Regions from separate parts of the Rattus norvegicus genome. Here region 2 is linked to region 1. Evidence: chromatin contacts called from public Hi-C data. All regions are on one chromosome and are shown on one strand. Each heading gives the region's core, a stretch centred on a gene start, on an enhancer-like site or on the middle of the called end of the contact. The rest is flanking DNA. Distances are from core to core; before and after follow the strand shown.

Region 1 (5,175 bases), core at 674-3,173:
CAGAACCCGGCTGAGAGTGCTCTGGTTAATTACAGGTCTCCGTTAGGCCCGTGAGCCAAACCCAGGCCCCGACTGAAGCCTACCTGTTTTACCACCAGGAAAACAATGGATTTCTGATTTGTAAGCTCAAGTTGACCACACTTCTCCCCTATTGCTAATGTAAACTGTGCATTCTAAGGTAGAACTTGCAGTTTCCAATAGTTAAAGAAAGTTTAAAAAAAAAAAAAGTCGGCAAAATGGCTCAGCAGGTAACATCACTAGTCAGAAAGCCTGAAGATCCGAATTCAATTCCTGAGATCCACATATCTGAAGAAGAGAGCCCCTTGGCCTTCTGTAACTTAACCTCTGACCTGGCACACGCAACCTTTCAGCTTGTACACACATGAACACACGTAAATCAGTAGCAGCATGCATATACACACACACACACACACACACACACACACACACACACACACACACACACACGATAGGGGCTCAGCAGAGTTGGAATTATACTACATGGAGTTACCACTGGCACAGTACAGAAATACTGCCAGAGTGGCGGCAACATATTTGTGACCTTTCTCAGAACGCCCCACTCCCACCCCTCTGCTGCACAGTAAGCACTCGTCCCGGTGTATTTTATGTTATGTATTATTTATGTACACAGACATCACAATTTACTACCTTGCAAATGTGGGCTTGAAATCAGCAAGACAAAGCCCTTAAGCAGAGGAGAAACATTCTCTCCAACTCACCCTAACCTCTTCCCAGCACTCTCCAACTAGCCCAAGTGTAAGGTTTGAAGGGTTTTGAAGGATTAAAGTTGAGGGACTCCTTTCTGCTCTTTTCTGCCCAGATCTGGGGGTGTCTGGAATCCCAACTGTACCTGCCAAGGCTTTCCGTAAAAGTCACCTTATCACACACGCCTACAACCAACATCTCCTATTTCACAATGAACAGCGGAACAGAATTTTTCCAGAAACCGCTAATGCTCATCAGAGAAAGGGACCCAGGAGCAGCTAGAATGGCTTGCCATTTCGGGGTAAACAGAAACAAAAACTTTCTCATCCCGAACACTCTGCTCTCTTCTTAGAGCTAAGGTACAAGGGTCCGGGCAAACCCTGGCAAAGGGACAGTTGAACTGTCTGGGTGGCACAGCCCCCTAGGTGCCGAGGGGGTTGGGGCTGCGCTCGGGAGACAAGGCAGAAGGTTCCACGCCCACCTTGACCCCCGCATAGTACCCCACCTCCCCGCCTAGCTTCCAAAGGAGACCACCAGAGGCAGCCGCGGAAAGAGCGATGCAGGATACAGATCCCTTTCCCGCCCGCCCGAACTCACGATCTTGAGCCGGTCCAGTCCACTCGCCTGGTCCATGGCTCTCCATGTGCTTCTCCCGGGCAGGGGCGCGGACGGCCGAGCGGCGCGGCCCGGGAAAAGCCGGGGCGGAGCGGCAGGTCGTCCTTGCCCCTTACCACTGGCTTTTCAGAAAGCAGAGGGGGAAAAAAATGGAAGCCGGAGCAGAGCCGGGGAAAGGCGCGCAGGGGCAGGGTCCCCAGCAGCCCCGAGATGGGCGGGAGGAGGTGGCGAGGAGACCAACGCAGGAGGGGGAGGCGCGGTCGGCGATCAGGGAGAGGAGGCTGCGGGGGGGATGGGGTGGGGACGGAGGTCGGGGCTCTGAGGCTCACAAAGCCAGCAGAAGGCGCGGCGCTGTGGCTACCTGTGCTCCGAGCGCCCCCGCGGGAGCCGCGCTTTCCAGCAGCTCCATCTGGCTCTCCTGCGCCACCGCCGCTATGGGAGGCGACTTGGACGTGTCGCTTTGGACCATCGGCGAAAAGTCGACTCCAAGGTTGCGGGTCCCTCCTCCACGCCCCAGGTCCCCTGCTCCTCTTCGCCCCACGATCGGAGGTTCTCAGTGCGCGGGACGACGCTAGAGCATGTTGCAAAGCCTAGAGGCGGCGGCGCGGGCACGCGGCTGGGTGGCCCGGGCGAGGGGCACCCGCTCTTTGGAGCTTCTGGGCCGGCGAGCGGCCGAGACTGGGACTGCGGGGCGGGCGGGCTCCAGGGAAGTTCCCCGCCAGGAGGAGGGAGCTCCGGGAGCACGAGCCAGGGGGGAGGCGCGTCGGAAAGCGAGAGTGACAAGCCACCGCCACTCCGAAAAGTTCTTTGCGGGAGGCGCGGACCGCGTGGGCTCCGACTCAGCTGCCGCCCGTCGCCGTGGCACGGGCGCTGGAAAGTTTTCGAAGCCACGAGAGCCAGCCAGCCGGGGCTCCCTAGGGAGGTAACTGGCCGTGCAGCTCAGCTCACCTCCTGGTCCCGGGGTCCACAGGAGGGAAAAGAGCCACACGGTTGGTTCCTAAATTGAAAGTCTCAATGATCCAGAAAAGGCTGCAGACAGACCCCGAACCTTTTCAAGAACGTGAGTGGAGAGTCAGAAAGCAAGTGCCATTGAAGAACTAAGACTTCCTCTCACTTGGACCTGACCTGACCTGACAGGTGGTTCAAACCCACTACACCGGTACCCTAGCTTTATGGCTTGTGATGACCTGTTCTGTTTTGTTGTCTTTGCTAGCAGACAACACCCCGCGTTCCTCCTCCGCAGTTGAGAAGTTTTAGTATGACCCTTGAGACAAAAATAGGCACCTTTTTTTCAAAAAAAGACCCCGAAATGCTTGGTTGGCGGGTAAAACCAGAATGGTTTGCTTGTAGTTGGATCGGTGGGGAGATAGGATATGGATAAGGGAACCATGATCAGTGTACATTGGGTGAACTTTCAATTAAAAACAAAGAAACTAAATGGAGGGGGGAAGGAGGTGGAGGAGGAGAGGGAAGGAGGAACAGGAGGAGGAGGAGGAGGAGGAGGAGGAGGAGGAGGAGGAGGAGGAGGAGGAGGAGGAGGAGGAGGAGGAGGAGGAGGAGGAGGAATTATTCTACATTCTAGTATTGGTTTGCCTTGAGTGGTGCTTTAGTTTGACAACCTTTCTTGCATTGAAAAATCTTCATACAAATTTTCTAGGTAGCAATCGCATAACGGTTGTGCAAGCTGAAGTACACGCAGAGACCTTTTTACAAAGGTAAACTTTGTATACTGTGTTTGACTATGATGATGAAATACAGTGCCTTGTTCTTCTTAAGCTGAGCTGTTTTAATTAAGCAGATGTCTACCGTACACTGGATTGAGCAAGAGGTTTTGTTTTTTTTTTTCTTTCAGATCTAGACATGTTTAAAGATTTAAGCATATACAAAGTGCCATTGGTTTTCCAAATCTTCAGTCTTAATGCCATTCTGTTACTAACGTTAAATAAAACCAAAGTATTGGCTTCCTTTTATTTTAAAACCGGGATTGGGGTGGGGGTGGGGTGACCTTATTCAAAAAGCAACAAAGCAAGGAGCCGAGTCTAGAGCATGAGATTCTATTTTTCCCGGCCATGACAGCTTAGGGGCTTGTTAAGTTCATTAATGACAATTAGCAATGCTTTTATAGTTATTCCTGACCATGCATATATATGCGTGTGAAAATTGGAAAGACATTGTTTTTCTTGGCAGTTAAATGTATCTCCTTCCTACCATCCATCCGTGTTCTGCTGACAGTAGGTTCACCCTCCGGACCCTGTTTCTTTAAGAAAACTGAGTTTTCTTGGGTCTGTAAAGTCTCAGGGACAGGGACAGGGACAGTACTATATCCACTATACTCGAAACTCTGCATTGGGAGAGCCATGCTTGTCACTTGGGGTACCTTCAGGATTCAGTACTCTAAGTTCTTTCGATATGTAATTAATAAAGTATAAATCAGGAGTCTGTGCCTCCAAATGACCACAGCCAATACAGATCAGGTCATGGTTTCGCGGTTGTGCACACTCAGAAACTAGTTCATATGCTTACTTCACGGATGATGATGAGTTTTAAAGTGGTTCTAAAAAACTACGGGTGTATCAGGGGTGTGAGGGCACATCTGTACTCCCAGCAAACAAACAGTAAGACACTTCTGGTTTAATGAGATGTAGTCTTTTCCCATCCCATCAGTCTGATATTTTACAGAATACTTAATTACCTGTCACCGTCTTTCAGTTATGGCCATTTGGGAGGTGGAATTTTAGCTTTTCCTCAGATTTGTAAGAGAGCACAAACTGTTAGACCAGCTTTGGAAATAACTTTAAAATTAAGTGTTCTAATGTCAAAGGGTATGTATCATTTCCTATCATGAGTCCTTTAAGGTTATCTTCCTTTCTAGCACTCGTTGAAGGCAGCAGTTGGAGTGGCCACATTTCACCCTTAGGACTAAGGACAGTGGTCCATATTTGCAGTGCATTGTGGGTAGAAAACAATTAGTATGTGGATAAATAGATGGATGGTGTATGGTCTGTCATCATGTGTTTTAAAGCATTGTGTAAACTCAAATGACAACCACTTACTTAATATTAGTCTTGTGAGAGCAGTATTTCCTCCTTTGTAACCCATGCTAATCTAATTAGCATGTATTGGGCCCACAGTACAGTTCACCATTCAGACATTTGTCTGGCTTATAAAAGTTATCAATTTAAAAAGTAGCAAAATGTGGGTCCTTTAAACAGAGCAAAAACAGAATAAAAGCAGAATGAGAAGGTTGAGAAATCTTACAGCCATCCTTAAATGCCTTCTGTGTGGCCTATTTTCTTAATCTAAACATACTTTGACTTGGTGTAACATTCAAGAGCTGAAAGTGAAAGTGGACATTTTTGGTAAGTAAAGAACTGTGAGCCTTTTCAGGTTAAAACTTAAAGAAATGCAAGATGCTCTTGCCACCCTGGACTTGATTGCGTTCGAGGCATTCGAATGACCGAGTCCTCCAACCTGCTGGTTAGCACCCCTGTGCTCATTAGTCTTTGAAATGAACAAACTTGTTCTGGGCATGCTCAGAAATGCGCAAAGGGTCATCGGTAAGAACACTGGTGGCCAAGGCAATGAACTGTTTAAGAGGAAGTTTCTGTCTCACCATGGGAAGGAATCCACGACGACAATCACCTCGCCTCTCCCTTTCCAACTGAAGATCTGGGACTCTGAACACTGAAGACCTCGAAGCGAGGCTCTTTGGAAAAGAAGCTCACCACGTGTGATTCCTCATTTTACTGAGATCATCCTTCACCTCACATTTCTGGATTGCCGCCATTCTGAATAGCGTCTGCATAAAATAGACCTACGTTGACCGCAGTCCTA
Region 2 (5,175 bases), core at 1,895-4,394, 61 kb before region 1:
GGGGCTGGATGTTGGTGGCATGTGCTTTTAATCCCAGGATACAAGAAGCAGAGGCAGGGGGATCTCTGTAAATTCTAGTCTGGCTTGGTCTATGGAATGAGTGCCCGGATAGCCAGAGCTACACAGAAACCCTGTTCCAAAACAAGCAAACAAACAAACAAAAAGAACACAAAACAAAACAACAACAAACAGAAGAGAGTTAATCAAGCAAAATACTGAAATTTTGCGCTTGGGAGAAGGCTTGGTAAAAGGTAAGGTGTTTTCTGTATAGTCATTAGCACTTGAATGTATCTGCCGCAGTCCGCAGAAGATAAAGCCTCCATGGTAGGGTACATCTGAGACCACAGTGGTTGGACCTAGGGGTGGAGACACATGGATACCTAAAGCACACTGACCAGAAAGCTTAGTGAGAAAACCTGTTCCAAAGTAGAGAACAATCTAGGAAGGGGCTCTATGCTGATGTCTGCCTCCGTGCACAGATGCACATGTGTATACACTACACACGTGCACACACCCACATGAACATGTACACATACATGTCAAAATACTGATCTCTTCAAGTCTGCTCCACAATGAAACAGAAGAACAAGAACTCATGTTCTGCTGTCTGGAGTGCAAAAATGCTATACATATTTGGGGAAAATATAATAATAATTATAATAATAATAATAATCATCATCATCATCTAATAAGTGTGCATGCTCTAACAACTCAGCCATTGTACTGAAGCCTGAAGCAGAGCTTCCTGTTGAGCAAAGGCAAAGGCAAAGGCACTCCAGATGTGACCCAGGTATCCATCTGTCCATCCCATTGGGGCTTGAGTTGTTGGCAGATATTCAGTCTGCTAGGATAACATTTTATACATATGCAAGAAGTCAGGAAGGCTGGCAAAGCAGGGTCTAGAGAAATTCAGGACATGAACAAATTCATGGTAATGAAAGAAGGGAAGGAAAGAAGAAAGGGAGGAAGGAAGGGAGGGAGGGAGGGAGGAAGGAAGGAAGGAAGGTAGGAAAGAAGGAAGGAAGGAAGGAGGGAGGGAGGGAGGAAGGGAGGAAGGGAGGGAAGAAAGGTAGGAGGAAGGGAAGGGAGATGTATTTTAATCCCAGTGACAAGAAAAGTAACTAACACAAAAGCCATTCCACACACAGCCCGTTTCCTGTGCCATTCAATGCTCACAACTCCATAAGCATGAGTCCTTACTACAGTAATGCCCATTTGTACACAAGGGTAGAGCAAGTGGCAAACAGTGAACAATCTGGATTTGTCCAGAGGTGTGCAGAAGAGGTGGCAGATGAATGATCCCACGCACATGCTCTGCGTCCAAAAACTATGCTGCTTATCAACTCTAGTGTTCTACTTTACATACTGCGCTTAAAATGTATGCTTCACCGGTTGAACATTGCTAACATTTCTAAAAGCCCTGTTTGGTCACTCAGCACTGGCTATAAGTATATGTATGAGGGGGGGGAGGAGAGAGAGAGAGAGAGAGAGAGAGAGAGAGAGAGTTAGTTATAATTAAGTTATTACATTTCAGCTATTTTAAGAGCATATAATTGCCCTCATCTGGACAAAGATGAGATATAGTAGTTACTTTTAGACTTTGGAGCCTTAATAACAGCACATTGGTCTTACTATACTTGATACTAACAGCAAATCTGGGAGGGAGGGTTGTTGACTATACCACATTCTCAAACAAGGAAACTGAGCCTAAGACATGGAACAACCAAGTTCATATGCAGCAGCAGAGCCAACACACAACCAGAGGTTTTCTATAACACTCAAGTCCAGACCCATAACTACATACGACTCTTGTTATTGCCTTTAGAGATTTACATCCAACCAGAAGCCTGCCAGTTCCTACGTTCTATGGGGAGAACATCTTCACCTTTGTTTGAGGTGATTATACAAAGGGCAGAGTGTGCAGTATTAGTCAGTAGATGTGAGATTGATCCCCATGGTTGAAGCTTTATAAGTGTGCCTCCCCCTCCCCCTCTCCATCCCTCTTTCTATCTCCTCTCTCCCTTCTTCCCTCCCTTCCTCTTTATCTCTCTTTTTCTCACGCATTTCTCTCTATTCAACACAGAATGGCTTAAAACTGAATGCAGTCACCAACTGGGGTGTATTTCAGGACAATCTATAAGCCTGACACTTCCCTACTAGGTCCCATCCCCGTTATGATATCAGTTGGAGCCCAGGAATGTAAGATAAGAGGGCCAATCAGCTTTTAAGCTGAGGGCCACACAATGGCCTCTCTTCACAGAGAGGAATCTTTCTCCAATTTTAACAAAACTCCCCTGAGAAATGAGTTTTGGTTCTGGCAGCATAAGAAAACTGGCTTTTTTCCCTGTTCATTTCTCATTCCAGTCACAGACCAAAGAACTTCTAACCTTCTGCCCATAACAAAACCATATACTCTCATCTGCACATCAAGCTAGTTTAATATTTAAAATTTATTACATTTATTTATCTGTCTGTGTGTATGTGTAGAGGTCAGAGGACAACTTCAAATCTGGTTGTTCTCCTTCCACTGCACGAATCCCAGGGATTGAACTCAGGTTGTCAGGCTTGGTGGTAAGGGTGAATCATCTCAATGGCTCTAACTAATTTAATATTTGTAACTTTAAAAAAGATCTGCTCCCAGCCCAGTGCTGTATTCTGAGCAAGGACTTTATCTGAGCTAGATCCTTAGCCCCAAATGAAAGTTGTAAAAACATATTTCTTCAGATTATATATTGTGAACCTTGTTATGTTTACCAAAGTAATAGTCAGCTCAGAAAGAGATCAAGAAAAATAATAATTTTGGAAACACAAATTTTTAAGATTATAAAAGACTGTATTGTGTTGCCCTTTAAAATTTTTTTGGAACTATTGCAATAACTTAGTGCTTAACATGTGTGTGAGCTCCTGGATCCCACCTACACACACACACACACACACACACACACACACACACACACACACACACATACACTATGAACAACATCATTGCTCTAATTAAAGAACAAGAAGTTCAAAATATAAAGTCTGGGCATACTGTATATAAATAAAAGAATGGCTAATATATGCAGTTCTTTTTAACTAGGGAAAGTACGAATACTTCAAAGTCAGCAGACACAGCATGTTAACAGTTTCAAATGGTCTCCTTCATTGTCTGTGTAGTACACTCCGAAGTGCAGCCAATGTAGGTATGAGCTTACAAAACTGCCAAGCTGATAAAAAAGCAAGCAGGCCATCTGGAAAAGCGCACGCCTACTCCTATTTCTGGCTATAAAATCTGAACACAGGCAGAGTTAAGAAAAGACTTTTCTAGAAAACTGAACAACCACACATACATTAAGACAGAAAGCTCCCCAAGAAACACACCGGTCAACCTAAGAGCATCACCGATCATCATGAGTTTGGCCTTGCCATGAGACTGTTCTTCCCAGAGCACAAAGATGACAAATTAAGCCACATTTTTTTGTGCCTTTAAGGAAGAGTGCTTTGCTATGCAGTTCTTCCTGGACACGGAAGTAAGATGAACATGTCCACTTTCCCTCAGGTGAAGCCAAGCCCAGGCCCACGGAAGGGGAAGAGACCCATGGCACATCTAGCGGGCCAGCAGCTAATCCGGAACACATTTGATTAGCTTGGCATTGCATACTTTAGTTACACCGCAATGTGGACATTTTCCAGTTGAGATACCGTGATTTCACAGTCATCTAAAGGAACAGTAGTTTCATACCATGAAATTCTACTGGGCATTCAACACAACCCCAGGTTCCTACACGAGTGTTCACTTGCCAAGTTGAGAATTCTTTAGAATTTGTTCAAGCTTGTGTTCTTTCTCTCAAAACACAGTATTGCCTGCATCTCTAAAATGGTGAAAGTAGCTTTGCCAGTAGAGATGTCCTTTGGGATTTCTTCATGCTGGGATTTCAGTCTATGAAAATTTCACAGATGGAGTGACCAAGCAGTGAGTCACTGCGTCATTGCCCTAAGCACTGTCTTGAGATGGCTGCTTTGACGTTCTCCATAAGACAGGTACTCTCCTTTTCTCCATAAGACAGGCAGCTTGTGCTGAGCTGTGATTTTTTTTACAGTGCTTCTTACTAGAAAGATGAGCCTCCTATTCAGATCATTCCTTAAGTTCATGGCTTTAAAAAGAACCTTGGTGTTTCAGAACACTGCCACACACAGCAAACACACAATGTCATACCTGACATCAAAACTATTCGTTTTCTCTCTTCTTTTGCCAATACAATAAATTCATCATAGTAATGATTCTTTTATAATTCGAAAGCTATTTTGAACAGATAAAATTTGCACATATTTGTAATAAACAGCCTAATATACTGAACAATGACACCGTTTTCCCTTTTGTATGTATACGTGTGTGATCTATTTGTGTTTGCATGTGGGTTGGCACACATGTGAGTTCAGGTGTGCATCTGTGTACATGCAGAGGCTCAAGTTGATATCAGGAGTCTTCATTGTTGTGCTCCTTCACTGAACCCAGAGCTCATCGATACAGGTTGTCTAGCTGAACCCAGAGCTCATCGATACAGGTTGTCTAGCTGGCCAGCTCACTCCAGGAGCTCCTGTCTCTGATCTTTTGAATGCTGGAAGTACAGGTGAGCTGAATTACTCACCTGACTTTTACTTGAGTTCTGGCAATCTAAGCACATTATCCATTGAGTCATCTTTCCAATCCCAATAATATTTTCATATCACAAATGAAGTTAAACTTTCCACTGTGTCTTATACAACCTAATCTGCCACTGTTCATTATAATAAGCACAGTGAATATATTACAAACAGAAAACAGTAACGACCACGCCAAAGGTAAAGGGAGTAAGAGCAGATAATTTTGAAGGTTTATGGTACTATTTATATTATTGACTTGAGTGCCACATACTTTCTAAATATATCACAAACATTAATCTTTGGTAGCCTGAGTGTGCTCTAGGATACAGTGTTTATTAAGATGTGCTAGCCCCTGTCCAAGTGCAAGTTTTAAACTTTGAATCGTAACTAAATGTTATCGGTTCTTATGACACCTGCCAACCAGGCTAGCATTTCACATGGTGGGCACCTCTCCACTCCAGTAAGTGCGCCTTTCAGAGTTCTTAGGAGAATCCGAATATTCCCCTGTAGTTAAAGGGCAATGGATGTTATAGCCCATGTCTCATTTCT

Evidence for each region. A called contact is a pair of places that touch in the nucleus more often than the background predicts.
Region 2: a contact with region 1 is called in a Hi-C map of frontal cortex, with 2.0 times the contacts expected there. The contact joins the enhancer-like site here to the promoter of Cacnb2 in region 1. A contact is called at or near these places in 2 of 12 Hi-C or Micro-C datasets (Schwann cells and frontal cortex) and 1 of 1 datasets of contacts at active chromatin or transcription factors (oligodendrocytes).

Annotation. Positions count from the first base shown.
Region 1 is chr17:82,469,963-82,475,137 of GRCr8, reverse strand. Cacnb2 (calcium voltage-gated channel auxiliary subunit beta 2) reads right to left here and starts at 1,923. Exons shown (of 14, transcript NM_001398773.1): 1 at 1,703-1,923. The coding sequence starts at 1,810.
Region 2 is chr17:82,531,765-82,536,939 of GRCr8, reverse strand. The region is part of intron 2 of Cacnb2 (calcium voltage-gated channel auxiliary subunit beta 2); the gene reads right to left. Among named protein-coding and RNA genes, the nearest start is that of Cacnb2, 61 kb to the right of the region's middle. Within about 2 kb of position 3,144, at least 18 of the 93 cell types and tissues checked have an H3K27ac peak or open chromatin away from gene starts, as enhancers often do.